Regions from separate parts of the Mus musculus genome. Here region 2 is linked to region 1. Evidence: chromatin contacts called from public HiCAR-type data. All regions are on one chromosome and are shown on one strand. The core of a region is the stretch at or near the end of the contact, and the rest is flanking DNA. Distances in the headings are between cores, read along the strand shown. Region 1 holds the start of Coa5 (cytochrome C oxidase assembly factor 5). Region 2 holds the start of Rpl31 (ribosomal protein L31).

Region 1 (5,077 bases), core at 1,511-4,010:
TCTGGGATTTGCTACAATGACAGAAAGCACCCATTAGAGTATTTTCTGACCTAGTACAGACACAGGAGCCAAGTTAGAACCATCCTAGCAGTCTGCCCAGCCACTTCAGCTACTCTGTCTTCACTAGTTACTGCCCCTCTGAAGGAAACAGAGGCGGGACAGCATAGAAGGAGCCACTTTACCGTACTTACCACATTAACGTTGAGATCAGAAGGCCAACACCCACACAATCTATAAACACAACCCACAGCAGCAGCTTTATTGTCTCAAAAAATCCCATGTCCAGCACAAAGCCGAATCCTATGGTGGACACTGAAATAAAGAGTTACAAGTCACTGCCAGGCTCAGGTACAAAACAGTCCCTGACTCCCATACACCCACAGTGTAGTAGAGGTGGCACACAGATGATGAAGAAAACCCTCATGACAAGGTACATGCAACTGATGTGGAAAGAGATGTCACCTCTGAATGCAGTAAATGACAGGACACAGGGCACTCAGAACACCAGTGTGGACGGGACGGCACTCAACTTACTCTTAAGTCCAGTTAAATGTGAAAAGCACCTACATACTCCAGTACCCTCTAGTTGACGGGGACTGTTGATGTTCTCCAGTTGGGGTACTGGAGAATCTAAAGGTTCTTTTCCAGTTTGATCAGTACTTTCAGAACTCTTACCCTGGAAGGCTGGGGGTGCAGCTCACTTGCCTGGTAGATTTAAGTCACTGGTTTCTATTCCTGGTCCTACCAACCCCTGCCCCTCCGCTTGACAAAAAACAAAAATAAAAAGATAGCAATCTGCCGGCCTTGCAGATTTGCCTAATTAAGAAATGTAATTCCTATCCTAATATTTCTTGGCACACACTTGGGTTTGGTTCTTATTAGTTTTGTTCTGTTTGTTTTAAAGTCAGCCAGTGTGGCAGAACACGACTGTCAAGCCAGCACTAAGAGACTGAGTTAAGAGCTTCCTGAGTGCCAGGCCAGCCTGGCCTACACATCTAGAAGCTGTTTCAAAAGAGAAGGAATAAACCAACTCTGGGACGAACCCCATGCCCTACTTTCATACACTGGGTACAGTAGTTTACTCTGGCGTGTTACAGCCAGCACTAGGAAGAACTCCACTTTCTTTCTTGCCAGTTTTCTCATGTTTTAGAAAAGACAAACAAATCCCACAGCTTCACACACCCCAAGAGTCTGACCCGCCATACATTATCCCAAAAGATAAAGTTTCCTCTGAAAACCCCAATTTGTTTTTCTACTATACTGCTTGTAAACTGAGACACACTTACCACAGAGCCAGATACTTAAGAGGACTAAGAAGGCAGGGTCATCTCTGGCCCACTGGTCCTTTGTTTGCTTCCGGTAGTGAAAGTTTCTATAAACCCTCTGAGGAGAGGTAAACAGGTAGAGCATCTGCCATGCAGCAAACTCAAAGTCCATCTGCCGAAATCGAAAGAGCCTTCTGAGGTACTTGTAGCGTTTTGCTCCAGCCGTGTGCCTTGCTGCATCCCTGGAATTTAATACTCCATTCCCGTGCATCGAAGAACTCAAGGAAGTACTTGGTAGCATCTTCCTAGATGGAATGAGAACATTTCTCTTAGATGTAATCTTAAATGTAATTATTTGGCTACTAGAACTCCTCGTCAGCGCTATGACGTTTTCTCTTGCCACCTTCAGAAAGGATTAGGGGCCAGAAGCTATAGAGTTGGTTCTGGGGCTTGTCTAGGGGCTGGCCAAGGGTAATGCCATCAAGGCAGTACCACAAACTCCTGTATCACCTGAAACAAGCACTTAACTTCAGTCGATGGTTTCCCAACCTTCACCTCAATCAAGCCTTTGACAGCTGCAGTAGCTCACTACTGATAATGGAGGCCAAGGAAAAAGCAGCACAAGGGGGTGTGCAATGACGTCCTCATTAACACGGGACAATGACCGAACACTGGTTCAAAATTCCGTGTTTGTAATGACCAAGATTTAAAACAAACAAAAAGTTTAATCTAAAAGCAAGGTTACTGAAAAAGTAAGACACACAGTTTATTTGTACAAGTCCATCGGCGATGGCCAGCAAGTCCCTGGTTATTCAGAATGTGACAATAAAAATTACACTCCTTGATGGTTTTACTCCTAGGATGGCTGGGTAGGAGGAATAACAGCGCGAAGGGGCCAGTCCAACTAGTCCGAAGCTAAATGACTGCTGGTCACCGCCCAGCCTACCTGCCCTCCGCGGCGCGGCGCGGCGCCCCGCCCCGCCAGCAGGTCTCCATTACCCCAAGCCTCTGTCAACTAAAAATACAAACGGCCCAGTGACATTTGACTTAAGAACAAGCAACGACAAGGTTTCAGGGTGTGTGTCTCCTTGCAAAATTTCAGACCTGCTTAGAATAGAAAAACGGCTCTAATCCTGCGATTCCCACGTAAGCGGCTGTCTTTGGTTTTACCCAGCAGCTCCACGGCGGGCCTAGGACTCGAGCTGCCGGGCGCCGGCCGGTCCCTCGCCCAGCCGCTGAGACGCCAGGTCGCGAGCTAACCGTGGAAACGGCCGACGGCACGAACGCCACCCTGCGCACACAGAGCAGGCCGCACCTGAAGGCCCTCGAGGCCTCGTCCTGGGCCCGGGACTACCGCCACCTTCCCAGGGCAGCCGAGCCCAGCCGCCGCTGGGGCCACTTCCCTTCCCGCTACGTAGCCCGCACTTGCGGCGCTCTGTATTTACGTTACGGACACGCACTTCCGCCACGCGTGCGCATACCCTGAAGAGTCGCACTCCTGGCGGAAGTTGTTGAGACTTTCTCCCACCCTCGCCGGTAGCTTGCCAGTGGGCGTGTCCCACGCCCTTCCGGGCCGTGCGGGGTGACCGAGGGCCGTGATCCAGTGTGGTGAGGGCGGTGGGTCCCCGCCATGCCCCGGTATTATGAGGACAAGCCGGAGGGCGGCGCGTGTGCGGGCGTGAAGGAGGATCTGGGTGCATGTCTGCTGCAGTCTGCCTGTGTGCTCCAGGTAGCGGATCTGGGTGGCAGAGCTCAGTCAAGACTGGCTCCATGATGGCCTGCGAGGGGAGGTCACGTCGAGGGTAGAGGTCGCGCGTCCGCTCCTGACTTTGGACAGGTCTCTTGAGCTCGCATCCCCAGTTCTTACTGGTGTTAAGTGGGAGATAACTTACTACCCACCTAAGGATTTTGTAAACCTTCAGCCAGCTCTGTTCAGGAAGCGATCCCTGAGTGCTGGCACGCGCCACCAGAGACTCCCACTCTAAGGGCAGCTGCCAAGGCCTGTGCCTGCGCCGCATGGCTACTTGATCTGTGGTGGAGAGTTTTGGTTCCTTGGCTTCTAGAATATGGAAGTATCTCATGGTGTGCCATAGTTTCTCTCTGCCGATCTTTAACCTATCTTAAACCTATAGCATTGCATTCTGGGAGGAATTCAACATAAGCCTTTATACTATGTGCTGCCTTGGGAAACAGGCGAGGAATGAGAAGGGCTCAGAGAAACGTAGGGTATGAACTCAGATGATCACAACGTACCTTCCAGTGGGGGATAGTGAGGAGAAAGGGGAGTGGGGAGAAGGTTCAGAACTTTCTCAAAAATAGACTTCTTAAGATTTTATGACTCTTGGAAAACCAGAAAAGTTGAAACTTCCAGAGGGAACTCAGTATGGTTTTCCCATTACTGACCTTGACCTCAGAAGAGCAAGGCCTCTTGCCCGCTGACTCATCTCTCCAGCCCCTCCACCTTATTACTTGAGATAGCATGTCAGTGGACCTAATTGGCTAGCCTAACCAGATCTGCTTGGCTCCACTCCCATTCTGGGATAAACGACTTCTGCCACCATGCCCAGCTCTTTATGTGGGTGCTGAACTGGGAGCTCTCATGCACAGCAAGCATTTTCTTTACTTAGCCACTTTGCCAGCCCCTCCCTATTAACATTTATATACAGAGTTTAGTACTAACACTAAAAGGTCTTTATTTTAACACATCCAATTCATGGTTCTCATCCATAGGAAGGCTTATACAAACATTGACGATATGTCCTAAAAATCTTAGGCTCTGGGGGCTGGAAAATAGATGGCTCAGTGGTTAAGAGCACTTGTTGCTCTTACAGAGGGTCAGGATTTGGTCCTAGCAGCCATAAGGTGGTGCACAATCATCTATCCTCCAGTTCCTCCTGGTAGCCTCTTTGACATCCATAGGCACCAGGTCTGTATGTAGTGCATGTTTGTACATGCAGGCAAACACTCATAAAATTAAATTTCAAAGCAGACTCAAAATACTTACTTATTTGATAATCTTTACATTTGCTTTTCTTTAATCACCAAGGTTAATAAAAAGGAATTAAGAATTTTCTTAAGTCAACTTTAAAAAAAAAAACTACTTTCAGAAGAACAGTTGTCTGTGCTTTGTGGGACAGTCTTTCAGACATTCACATTGGTTTGTATATCACAGGAAGGAAAATCCCCACGGCAGTGTTTGAAGGAAGGCAACTGTAGAGCTTTGCAGTATTCCTTTTTTGAATGTAAAAGATCAATGGTAAGTGATGAACCATTTCAAAAGCTTATGTTACCTATACATAGAATTAAATGTGAATGATTTAATGGTCATACATCAGTTGTAGTGATATGGTTTGGATAATGGTGTGGGGACTCCAGTGATGAACATAGAGCAAGCATACCATGTTATCCTGTAGAGCAGCTGGCCCTCATGGTTTCCTGAAAGCTGGAGGATGAGGTCTCAGCAAGTCCTAAATAGGAAGAGCTGACCTCATGAATTCAGGTCATTGGCAGTTGCACACAAGCCTAGCAGGCTGAGGACAGCGTTGGCACTTCTGTCTTACACGGCCAGGAAGAAGTGTCAGTGCTTGAGTTTTGGCGTGAAAGATGGTGGCAGGAGGTCCCCAAATGACATCACTGGTGCCTGGGCAATATGCTACCATTCCACGACTTGAAAGATCTATACAGGTCTTTAGGATGGAAACAGGCTTTTCAAGGGGGAAAAAAATGTGAAGCAGAAATGTGAGCTTTCCTTGAAAGAGGCGCACCCTTGAGTCTGAGCCTATGTCTGCTGGCTTTGGGACTACACTGAGAGC
Region 2 (5,077 bases), core at 1,701-4,200, 1.9 Mb before region 1:
GCCTGTTAGGATGTCAAGGCAGTCACCAACAGTAACCAATTATTCTTAAGCAGACAGAAAGTGACTGCCAACAGATAATAGCCATTAATTCAAATAAAAGGTACACACAACCCTCCCCCTTCAGAAGCCACATAGCTGACTTATCTCCTTCCTTCGTAATCTTTGGAGCTGCTAGGTGCTTATTTAGGCCCCAGATCTCTACAAACTTCTCCATGCTCTCGTGTACCACCACTCACCGTACCTCAAGGCAGATACTGCAGTTCTCTGTTGGATAATCTAATACACCTCAAACCGTATGCTTATGATAGCAGCTGTACCCCGCCCCATCTTACTTAATCCACTTTCAAGGGACTCCCCAACCTCGGTGTTAATCCCCTTATAGGCTACAGGACATGACATATATCAACCCTTCTGGGCAGCAGAACACTCCTTCCCAGGGAGGCCAACACCTTAGGCTCTAAAGCACTGCTTTTTCCTGCAGCCAATGGAGCTCTTCCAATACTGCTGTCTCCCTTACAACAGAAGACACAAGCTTAGCCTGAGGCATTGTCCCAGTATCTTTTCTACCCTACATCTGCTAACTGAACTCTCAAATGTGACACACACACACTATATAAGGAATTGGATAAGCTGTCATCACTGCACCAAGTAACTTCAGTACCTTATTCCCTTGGCCCAGACGGCTTTATTGAGCCTGGTGTCAATGCGCACATCTGGTGTCCCCATTTCCTTCATGGCAAACTTCCGAATTTCTTTGAGTGCCCGAGGAGCACGCTTCTTGAAGCCCCTAAGGTTCAGAACACAAGCACATTAAAAAAAAAGTCAAAAATTATATATGTAAATGGCATGCCATCATGAAACGAAGAACCCTCTGGCCAAGCATGAAATGTCCAGCTACTAGCATCAGTACTTAAGATGTAGGGGTAAATTCCAAGCATCCTATAGTTCAAGATGTCCCGCTCACTTTCCCAGAGTATCAGTCACCAACCAGGCCTGCTCACAGCAATCCTGAATGATGGTCCTGATGATCCAGCGGTTAAAAATATCTGCTCTTGCAGATGACCTAGGTTTGATTCCAGCACCAATGTGGAGCATACAAGCATTCAGGCAAAACACTCATACAAAAGGAAGACAAAGTTCTGTGGAATTGAGGCAGGCACTCTCCTATGAATATAGCCAGGGTACATGATAGAGGGCTATTAAAAAACAAAAAACTTGAACCTTTCTAGAGCATGGTGCACGCACCAATGATCCCAACATGGAGGCTGGGTGGGAAGACCTCAAATCCAAAAACCAATCAACCAAAAAAGCCCAGGTCTGTTCAACACCCGTCAAGTCCACTCCAAGTGAGACAAAGAGCATCTGCTTTCTCTATTCTACCTACCCGCAGCCTGTCTCTAGTGCCCAGACAACCCACTTCACAGCTAGCTTGAAAAAAACTCACGCAAGCAACCAGTCAGGTGGTATCACTTACAAAGACCAGGAAAGAGATGGAGCACTGAGCAATCTCAATGTTATGGTTAGGGAATTGGAAAAAGTGGGGCTGCCGCAGTCAGTGAGTAGATCTCAGAGGGCAGACCTAGCACTGGGCTCAACTACTACCCGAATGAATGAGACAGGGAAAGCAAGGAGTGGAACAAAGCAGAGGCTTGGTTTACACCACAATGGGGACCAAGAAATTACCAAAGAATGAAGGAGGCTAGAGATTCTCACATAGGGCCTTATCAACAAAATACAAAAGGCCTGGGGGGGGGGTACGACTCGCTTCTACAATGCTCTATTCAAGGCTGCTTTTAAAGAGTACCTTTCACCTGAGAGCGACTCTTCCTTCCACATACTGGGCAACACCCACACCACCTTTAACTTGTGGCCTACTTTCACTTTGTCACAGGCCTAAATAGTGCTTCATAGTGCTTAATATGCCCAACCATAGAGGAAGGAACGTGGCCGACCACCAGCAGTATTCATACCGGGCAAAGACCTTGGGGCAACCCACTAGGTGCAGACACACATTTCAACCCGGCAAAATCTCTCCGAAAATACTAAACCATCAAGTCCAAGAACTCAAGCTCTAGGGCTGGAACGCAAATGCAGATAGGTCGTGTACAAATAAGGACCGCAATCACTCTCTGTAACCGCCACTTTACTACAACTTGCCCCGAATTTGCACAAATCTGTATAATCGGACGACGAAAAAAAAAATCGTATTTCGCACTTGAGGTAGTAACCGGCCACTTTCCTGCAGCGTACAAGTCACTGACTTTCCTTTTACACGTCCGGATTACCAGAACTCACGTTTTAGCACCACCAACCTTCCCCAAGTCTAACCGCTCCCTCAAACTCCATCACAGCCTCCAGTCTCCATTTCCTAGCCGGTTGCCGTGCAAGCCAAACCCCGCACACCTTCCACGTACACACAACCACACCGGAATAAACCCGCTTGCCCTCTAGAGCACCCAGTCTGTAAGCAAGGCTCGCGGGTGACAGCCCAGCCCGGCCGGAGCCCGAAGGGGGTCGCGGGCCACACCGCCCGCCCGGTACTCACACTCCATGGATGCGCTTGTGAATGTTGATGGTGTATTCTCGGGTCACCACCTCGTTGATGGCAGAACGGCCCTTCTTCTTCTCGCCACCCTTCTTTGCGGGAGCCATCTAGACGCAGGCGACAGGGAGGGAGGCTCTAAGCAGGTAGTGGGAAAGCCCAAGCCCGAGCTAAGGTGCACCCGTACCCCGCAGGCCGTCCTCCCACCGCCCCGGACCGCAGAGCCTCCGCGCGGCGCGGGACAAACCCCACCGAGCCTGCCCGTCCCGCGCCGGGCGCGGATGGCGCCGGATTTCAGAGCCGCGACCCCGCAGCCATACTCACTCTGCCGGGCCCAAGTAGGAAAGGAAGGGCGCGAGGGTTTGTGGGAGGGAAAGTCGCGTAGCCGTACAACTTCCGGGTCACGGGGAGGCGAGGAGGAAGAGGTGTGGCGAGGGAAGTTAGGAGTTAGGCTGGGGCGTAAATACAGCGCGCGTCAGGGGCGGAGCGAGCGGCATGGGGCGGACCCAGGGCGGGCCCAGGGCGGGGTCGATCTTGTCAGTCTTCTTGCAATCTGCCTTGAGCAGTGGAGGTGCGGGATGGGATTTAAATCCCAACCCGAACCCGGATTCGGAACGCCCGGCCGGGAGGGAAGATACTCCAGTTTTTCGGGTGCACTCGCTCACTCACTCTACGTTTGTTTAATCTATTAGATACTGTGCTTGGCGGAAGGTCCCCGGAATGACCGAGACGACAACAAAAGAATTTATTTTCCAAGTCGAAAATGCCCACGGAAATGCCAGGCACGTCCGTAGAAAATAGATCTCCGAATCTAAACATGTCCGAATAGCCTGTCTATTGGAGTTTCAGCAATGAGCAAGTTTCAGGATCTCACAGGCAAGAAGACAGGCAGGCAGAAACTCCACGATCTTACAAGGAACCTATGTCTCTGCCTCCTTTGGCTAAGGGATGCTGGGGCCTTTGGATTCCCCAAAGGTCAGACTTGGGGTGGACAGGCAACTGCTCTCTCTCTCTTAAGAAAATAGTGTCCACAGCCACGTGTGGTGGTGCACACCTGTGATCCCAGAACTTTGTGGGTTGAGTTAGGTGATCAGGAGTTCGAGATATCCTTGACTGTAGTGGGCTAAACACGCTTGACAATATCTGATGACTTCTCAGTGGGGCTAGGAGGAAAGGAGCAGACAGGCTCGGTTCTAGTTCTTAGAGAATCCAAACCAGAAGGGGTTCTATGGGAGTGCTGATTGGTACTGGGGTTGAGCTCAGAAAATTGCAACGCAATCTCCCAAGCAGAGCCACTCAAAAATAATTTAAAAGGAAGTCTGGAGCGATGCATTCAGGAGGCAGAGCAAGAGGATGCCAAATTAAGGACGGACTACACAGAGGCCAGTCTTGGCTACACAATGAGACTAGATCCAAGAGTAAGGGGAGGAGAGAGGGAAGGGGAGAGTAGAGACTGAGGGAGGGAGAGGGAGGAAGGGCTATAAAGAGAATATGAAAATGTGAATTTGGGATCTTTAGCAAGAAGACAGAGGAGCCCACTAGTCAGAGTGTGCTGACTTGAGCAAGAAATGATAATTAGTTATGGTTAATAAATAATGGTTAATTAGAAAAGCTGAGTTTATAAAAGGCTGTGAGTTCCTGACTTCATACTAAAAGTAAAACATGAATAATTTAAGGAGTCAATAAACTAGACATATCCGTCCACACATGATTAAGCTAAAAAATCAAAAAGGAAAAAAAATTCCCCTGCCTCATTTCTAATGAGCTTTTCTACAGAAAAGCAAGGCTATTTATCTCCATAATATGAAGTCCATCTGAGCACTAATAGCATTTCTCTAGATGACTCAGATTAGATTTTTTTCAGTATATTACTGGCTGACTTTGAGATCGTCAAGCTACAACATGAACAGAAATTAAAGCCATTTTATATCGCTAAATTTTTACTAGGACATTTTGGCAAGAGTGCAAAGTCATGACTAGGAACTGCTTCACTTCGCCAGGTGTGGTGGCACACACTTTTAATTCCACAGTGGGAGGCAGAGGCAGGTGGAGCTCTGTAAGTTGCAGAACAGCCTGATCTATATAGGGAGTTCCAAGCCAGCCAGAGCTACATAGTGATACCTTGTCTAACAATGACAACAATGTTGTTTGTACAAGGGGATTTTAGTTGTTAGAGACAGAAGGTGTTACAATTTTAGTTTGTTTGTAGTATCTTAAACTGAGGTCACATTCAATCTTGACTCTTGAGCCAAGACACTGTACTTTTCCAGACAGTATGATCATGGTTTTTCTGGGACACAGATGTAGTTACAGAATGACCTTTTAATAAGCAAAGATAATGAATGAAGAGGTCAGTGATTACAATTCCCATGATGCATGCATTTAGTGGAAAATTACACAATTATAGGTTTTTGAGCGAACCCAAATTTTGAACATGTGCACAATTCAGGCAGAGTTAAATTAAATTAGGAGCACAGCATACTCCACCCTCTTTTAATGACTTCCAGATAGACAGCCTTAGGAGAATGAATACAC

The links. HiCAR-type assays count read pairs that join an accessible place to other places.
Region 2: a contact with region 1 is called in a HiCAR-type map of astrocytes, with 5 times the contacts expected there. The contact joins the promoter of Rpl31 here to the promoter of Coa5 in region 1. A contact is called at or near these places in 2 of 39 promoter capture datasets (both in liver) and 1 of 115 datasets of contacts at active chromatin or transcription factors (astrocytes).

Annotation. Positions count from the first base shown.
Region 1 is chr1:37,427,786-37,432,862 of GRCm38.p6, reverse strand. It overlaps Coa5 (cytochrome C oxidase assembly factor 5), which reads left to right and starts at 2,760. Exons shown (of 3, transcript NM_198006.4): 1 at 2,760-2,994; 2 at 4,438-4,521. The coding sequence starts at 2,896. It overlaps Unc50 (unc-50 homolog), which reads right to left and starts at 2,724. Exons shown (of 6, transcript NM_026123.4): 1 at 2,370-2,724; 2 at 1,287-1,570; 3 at 192-312. The coding sequence starts at 1,566.
Region 2 is chr1:39,365,724-39,370,800 of GRCm38.p6, reverse strand. Rpl31 (ribosomal protein L31) reads right to left here and starts at 2,950. Exons shown (of 4, transcript NM_001252218.1): 1 at 2,546-2,950; 2 at 662-787. The coding sequence starts at 2,652.